Regions from separate parts of the Sus scrofa genome. Here region 1 is linked to region 2. A link is a contact called in public Hi-C data. All regions are on one chromosome and are shown on one strand. Each heading gives the region's core, a stretch centred on a gene start, on an enhancer-like site or on the middle of the called end of the contact. The rest is flanking DNA. Distances are from core to core; before and after follow the strand shown. Region 1 holds the start of SGMS2 (phosphatidylcholine:ceramide cholinephosphotransferase 2). Region 2 holds the start of HADH (hydroxyacyl-CoA dehydrogenase).

The links. Hi-C and Micro-C count contacts between places; a contact is called where the count stands out from the background.
Region 1: a Hi-C map of skeletal muscle shows a contact between it and region 2, with 4 times the contacts expected there. The contact joins the promoter of SGMS2 here to the promoter of HADH in region 2. A contact is called at or near these places in 1 of 47 Hi-C or Micro-C datasets (skeletal muscle) and 2 of 2 datasets of contacts at active chromatin or transcription factors (alveolar macrophages and skeletal muscle).

What each region holds. Positions count from the first base shown.
Region 1 is chr8:114,144,068-114,147,434 of Sscrofa11.1, forward strand. It overlaps SGMS2 (phosphatidylcholine:ceramide cholinephosphotransferase 2), which reads right to left and starts at 1,879. Exons shown (of 6, transcript XM_013978974.2): 1 at 1,696-1,879. LOC106504747 (a long non-coding RNA gene) reads left to right here and starts at 1,968. Exons shown (of 4, transcript XR_002346838.1): 1 at 1,968-2,077; 2 at 2,779-2,868.
Region 2 is chr8:114,004,112-114,007,314 of Sscrofa11.1, forward strand. HADH (hydroxyacyl-CoA dehydrogenase) reads right to left here and starts at 1,399. Exons shown (of 8, transcript NM_214331.1): 1 at 1,161-1,399. The coding sequence starts at 1,292.

The sequences.
Region 1 (3,367 bases), core at 629-3,128, 140 kb after region 2:
AACCAAAACAGCAGCATACCAAGGACCGCTTATTTTTTAAAAAGGAAAAAAAAAAAATTAAGGGTAAAGTTAGAGAGTTCCAATCTTCCTCCAAATCCCTTTTGTCAATTTCTGCCACTACTCTAACTCTGTCTAAACAGTGAATGGCAGTTCCCCTGATATGGAGTGGAAACCAAAAATCTTTTCAGGTGTTCACACAGAAGCCTTTAACTTCCTGAAGACATCACTTCAGACTCTGAGGAACTTGCCAAAGGATTCCACATGCTAAACCTCAGCCCACCAGGTTTATAAGTAGGAAATTTTGTGAAAATTAACTGGTGATTACCCAAGCCGGCTGAACACACTGTTTATTCATATACAAACTGTTAAAATTTGTTCAGGTCTGCTTTGTGCCTGACATTATGAGAGGTCCTCTGACCTTTAATCCTCATTACTGTGCTCTGAAGTAGTTATAGTCCCATTTTATTGGTTCAGAGGTTTAATGTCACTGACTGAGAACCCACAGTTTATAGATGAGACTAGGAGTGAAACCAAGGATTTCAAAAGTTAAGTTCAAAATCCACGCCCACCTAGAGACACTAAACAGTTGAATCTCTTCAAAAACGTAACATACATGTCAAAATGATGTTAAGATCATATTAAAGCAGGCAAGATGAAATAGAAGAATGGCAGACTGATATAAAAAAATTACAGACCATAACATGTGCATTGTTTCAAGACGTAGCCACGGGCTATTAACCATTATCCATATCTCAGAGAGGTAGACAGATCCATTTCCACCTACTTGCGCTGAAACACCAAGGCTCCTTTCCCTTAAGGGGAGCAGCTCTAGAATGCCAAACGCTGAAATATTTCAGTGTGGCAGCTCAGAGCTGGGCTATCACGGTTCACACATCATCAGTAAGTGCCTCTCAAAAAAGCTCAGAGACAGTCCCTCCTCCACGTCCTGAACTTCAACCCTGACCTCCAGAGTGGCTCTGGACAATCTAGGTTCAATCTGTGTCTTTCCAACGCCAGGACCTAGTTACCTGAAATGGTTGCAAATGAATGAGGCTAATGCTCAGAGAAGGAGACGAAGCTACACCGTCCATCCTTAATCAGGCAAAATCAAGGAAGGATGCCCTGGGGCGGGGCGCTTGGGGGCCGAATTAGAGCCACGTCCGCGTTCTCAGTCCACCCTCGCGCACCCGCGCTACGCCCGCCGCGCCGCTTTTCAGCCCATCCTCCCCCGCCAGCCTCTCGGGCGCTCCTTACCCGCTCTCAGCTGGGGCTCCAGACCTTCCCAGCGCAAGGCACTCGCTCCCCCGCCGGGATCTGCCAGGGGACGGAGCCCGCAGCCGCCGCCGCCGCAGATGCCCCCGGCCGAAGCCGCTGGAAAGTTTACTCGGGGTCTCGCCCTCTCGTGCCTCGGCCCCGCCAGGGAAGCTGCTCTCCGGGTCCCTCCCGCGGCTGCCGCCTTCGAGGCCGCTTTCAGCGGCGCTGCAGTACCGGCCAGGCTCGGGCGGCCGCGGACGGCTCCGTGCGGCCGAGGGCGGGGTCTCCCCGCCCAGCTCAGCCCGCGGCACGGCGCTCGGTGTTTACCGCGGCCCCGCGGCCCGGCTGCCCGCTCTCCCCGCCCGCCGCCCTGCGCGCTCCTGACATCATTCATTCTCTCACACCCTCGCCCGCCCACTCCATTTCCAAACAGTGACTCACCCGGCGGCACCCGCTCCCGCTGCTGTAGCCCTCCAGACGCAGAGCGGAGCTCGAAAAACCGGTGCGACTTCTTAAGAAGAAAACCCCAGCCGACGTTTCCCGGCTCCCAACCGTTAAAGGTGCAGGGAAGGAGTGGCTTGGCAGGCAGGGCTGATTGGCTCCGGGCAGAAAGGCTGGAGCGGACCTTCCTTGAGCAGTGACAGAGATCAATCTGGGAAAGTTCTCTGGGTGCCACTCCCTGCAACTTTCAAGGGTGGGGTCAGGAAGGGATCCCCCACCCCCGCACCTCGCCTTATTTGGGACCTGCTTCCTGACATCGGTGTGAGTGGGCTTGTGCACCAGCGGTTACTCACCGGGTATTGCCTGGGCCTAGGTCAAAGAGGTGGGTTTCCAAACCTCACAGGGCTGCCCGGCAGGGTTAGTCATGGGTCCGCACGGTGGTAATTCTAGGTGTGAGCTGGAAGGGTGCTCCAAGTTAATGAGACTAATAATACTTTCCCTTAGGTGACTATCAACCATGCCATTTGTCCTGTTAATTGATTTGCTTCTCATTAAGGATAAAAAACAGTAACCAAAATAAACACCAGAATAAATAGTTCTTTGCTCAACTCAACACTGCGCTTTTCCGCAGCTTTTGGAGCCACAAGGCGGCCCTGTGTGGTTTCTTTGATGAGCTCAGCAGTTATGTTTTTAGAAGGGGTGTTGCCTTCTTTAAAATGGTCAAGGCTCTACATTTCTTGGAGTTGCTATTCATACACCTGCTAGGCAGTTTTCAGAGTAAACGATGGCTGCCTCAGATTCTTACTAGCATGAATCAGAGAGAATTTGCCCAAATCTTTATTGAATTACATTGAGATATGTTTTATGTTAATTTCTACTTTCGGACAGGGTAATTGTTTAGGATTTGAACTAGCTTTTGGGTGATTACACATAATCAACAAAAATAATCCAGAGGCGTGTCTAGGTGCCCAGTACAGAAATCATGGAGGTAAACAACCATCAGTTTATGGTAATTAAACAGGATAGTAATAGAAAAAAAAAATACAGAAAAAACCCTGAAACTGACAACTGTTGTCACCACAGAAATTTCCCCTAAATGAAAATGCTCCTGAAATTAACCAAAGGTTCAACATCTTTGTCCTGGAAAATGCAGTCATTTCAAGCTACTGAAAGGTAAGAACCCAGAAGAGAACACTGACAATTGAAATTTACTTACCTTGGGCTTATTTTTCCTTTTCAATAGGAGTTCGTTTTTTACGAAGCCCAGGCATTTTGCCCAGAAGGCACTAGCAAATGGATTTGTTTGTAGGATGCAAAGTAAATGGAAATTCAAAACAATAGTTTTTATAGACAATCACAGATCTAATCAGAGACTTGGGTCTGCTGTTCACCAGTCCGCTGATGAACACAGAAGGACCAGATTTCAAATGTGTAGCCATAGGCAAGTTTGAGTGAATATTCCATGTACTCCCTACTTTACAACCAACATGTTCAGACATTATGGAGATGTGTTTAAATAAGATTTTCTATAGATTTAAAGAAATGATATTGTGGGCTCTGGGGCCTATGTACATGGGTGAAGTCAGAAAGCTCAAAAGAAGGCCTGGCAACCTACATGCTTTGTTGCAGATGTAAATTCTGCACTCCATCATAGGAAGGTCTCCATTGGCAC
Region 2 (3,203 bases), core at 149-2,648:
TAATGCATGGAACTTTCAGTTAAAGAGACTTACTCCTCCCTTTCACAAATAATAAAGATTATGAGGACACCATAACCCAGCATTCAGAACATGTACACAATAAAAAGAGTCCCAAAACATGATCTGAAAAGAAATGGGAGCCTGTCAGAAGGATAAAACATTAATGAAAAACAGATTTTAGGAGAAAAAGCAACCAAATTAATAGTTGTTTAAAAAAAAATAACAACCTGCAGGGTGGGAAAAATTAAGATACATAATGACAATAAAAGATTTTTCTAAAAAGCAAGCACAGAAGCAAGGACTTGGTTGGAAATAGAACTAAGAAAAATTAATCTTTTTCAAAATTGAAGCCACTGAAGGTACTTCCCCCCCAAAAAAACTAGATCAATGCCTCCCCTGTCCAACAATACTAGTAGCAAGGGCTGAAATGCTAAGAAGATAATCAGCTAGGCTATGAAAATCACGGTTCCCCAATACAACCTGGAATGTAACCGCTAAAAATCAATAAAGTACAAGTACCACAGTATCTAGATAATAACTGCACAACTGTCCCTGAATCACAGCTCAGGTGGAACAGGGCAGAGTCCTGAAGATCCACAGCGAGATTAATGAGCTACCCCTTCAGAGCCCTTGGCCCCTCTACCTCCCGCTCCCACTCTCCCCAGCACCAGAGGGCATTAGGTCAAAGAGGCCCCGCGCAGCAGCAGCTGGTGGCGTCCCAGGGCCTCACAAGCTCCGATAAGATAACTTTTACAAAATGCTACAAAAGTGCTGACTACTATTAACCTTTGTAATCCAGCAAGCATAGGAAACACTCGGAAGAAGACCATTTCGAAGAGCAGAAAACTACTCTGACAATAACTGCAGAATTATTTAAAAAAAAAAAAAAAAACCACCGATAAAAATTAAACCCGATCGCAGTCCAGGTCTCGGGACGCACACCCTCGGAAACGGAGGCTCGGCCAAAAGACACCAGATCTTTGAGGGAGTGCAGACTCACGGGTCTAGGCATTTCAACTACACGGGCAGGGGGACAGGGGAGGAGGGGAAATTCTCCAGGTCTCTCGGAGCTACACCCCGCCGGGTCGCGGCCCGCCAGAGCTCTCAGGTTAGCGTAGGCAGCAAGGCGAGCGGAGAGCGCTGCCCGCCGGGCGGCCCACCTGGGCAATGCCTGCGCCCATCAGCCCGCCGCCGATGACCGTCACGTGCTTGACGAGGATTTTCTTCGCCGAGGCCGCGGCGGTGGACGAGGAGGACAAGGAGCGCACGAGCTGCCTGGTTGCGAAAGCCATGGTGCAGACGAAGGCGGCGACAGCAACAAGACCGGGCGGAGAAGGTAACCGCAGGCGGCTGAGGCAAGAGTAGCAAGACGACCCCTGGGCTTGGACACCCAGGAAACCCAAGGTCCGCGCGCCCTGGGCGTGGCTGTGCGTCTCCGACGACAGGGCGGAGCCTCGCGATTCGCTTTTCTCATTGGTGGAGACCCCAGGGGCCGCGTTCGAACGTCGGAGCGCGGCGTCTCCGCCCAAGTGGGCGGGCACGGCCACAGCGTTGCGCTGCTGAGCTCGCTGGCCGGGCTGTCCCTCCGCAGTCAGAGGGAAGAGGAGGGGCAGTTAGCGCGCCCATCCCCGCGCAGGCCCAAAGCGGAGGGCGGCCTTATAAGGGGGAGGATGCGGTGTTGTTTTGTTAAATCCTCGCTTAGGATGCTAGTGCATAACTCGACCCTGAATAAATACGTGTTATTTCGGTTTTGATGATAAGAGACTCCCAAATGAGCACCTTCAGTTCACGTCATCAAATAACCAAATCTAGGAATTATTTCGGCCTTGTGTACATTGTTCCTGATAAAACGGAAGGAAACGAACTGCTCGGACGCAAAGCAAATGTCTAGTAACCCATGAATTCCAATGCAGAGATCGGGGTCAGAGAAAGAGAGTTGATATTGCCCATTTCCACTTTACAAGTCCTGAATGTGTGAATGGTAAGATCAAAGAGAAACCTCTGTGGAGATAAAAATGGAAAGGAAAGTCTTTCAAAGTACTGGAAGACTTGATAGTAATTAGGCCAGTAGTCCCCCTCCTGTGAATAATTCCTAGTTACTGTACTTTAATAATGAAGAATTTTTTAATTAATTTATTTATTGTTTTAGGGCCGCACCTGCGGAATATGGAAGTTCTTGGGCTGCCGGTCAAATCAGAGCTGCAGGTCCTGGCCTGCACCTCAGGCACAGCAAGAGGATCTGAGCTGCATCTGCGACCTACTTCGCAGCTTGTGCAATGCCAGATCCCTAATTCACTGAGGGAGGCCAGGGATCAAACCACATCCTTGTGGATACTATTCAGATTCTTAACCTGCTGAGCCACAGTGGGAACACCTAGTAACACAGAATTTGTATTATTTTTATATTATTTTTGAATATGTAATAAGGACCCACAGACTCACCATCCAAAGTCAGCATCCTCCTGTTGGAAGTAACTTTCATAGTAAATACTATGTTCACCATTCCTTTGCTTTGATCTCTTTTTTTTCCCTTTCTTTCTTTTATGGTGGTACCTGGGGCATATGGAAGTTCCCTGGCTAGTGATGGAATCCCTGCTGCAGCTCCAGCTGTGGTGAAGCCGGATCCTTTAACCCAGTACACAGAGAGGATCAGAGGTGCACCTCTGCAGCAACCCAAGCCACTGCAATCAGATTATTAACCCACTGTGCCACAGCAGGAACTCCTTCATTTTTATTTCTAATATTGTAAAAATATGGGAGAAGCACTGGTGTGGAGGCTTGGGACATTATTAAGAGGATCATTATTGGCTGAAGAGACAGTGTCACATCCAAATAATTAAAGTCCATTAAGTGCTCCAATGTAGCAATCAATAGGACTGAAATTGGAATAGGAAGATTGCATAGGGAACCTAGTAAATTGAAGGAAAAAAATTAGCCAGTTTATGAAGAAAAGAGGATTTTAGACAGAGGAAGCAGCACATGATAAGATAGAAATGTAAAAAAAAATATTGCCACAGGAAATTTGACATGATTAGAAGTGAAGCTAGGTTGGTGGACTAGGGGGATGCACAGATGATTCTTTATTTGAATTTTAATTTTTCATTCTCATTTATAAGTTGTGTCTAATCTAATGTAAGGCCAAAGACTTTTTTTATTTCTCTCTTTTTGGCCATACCCACAGCATGCGGAAGTTCTCAGGCTAG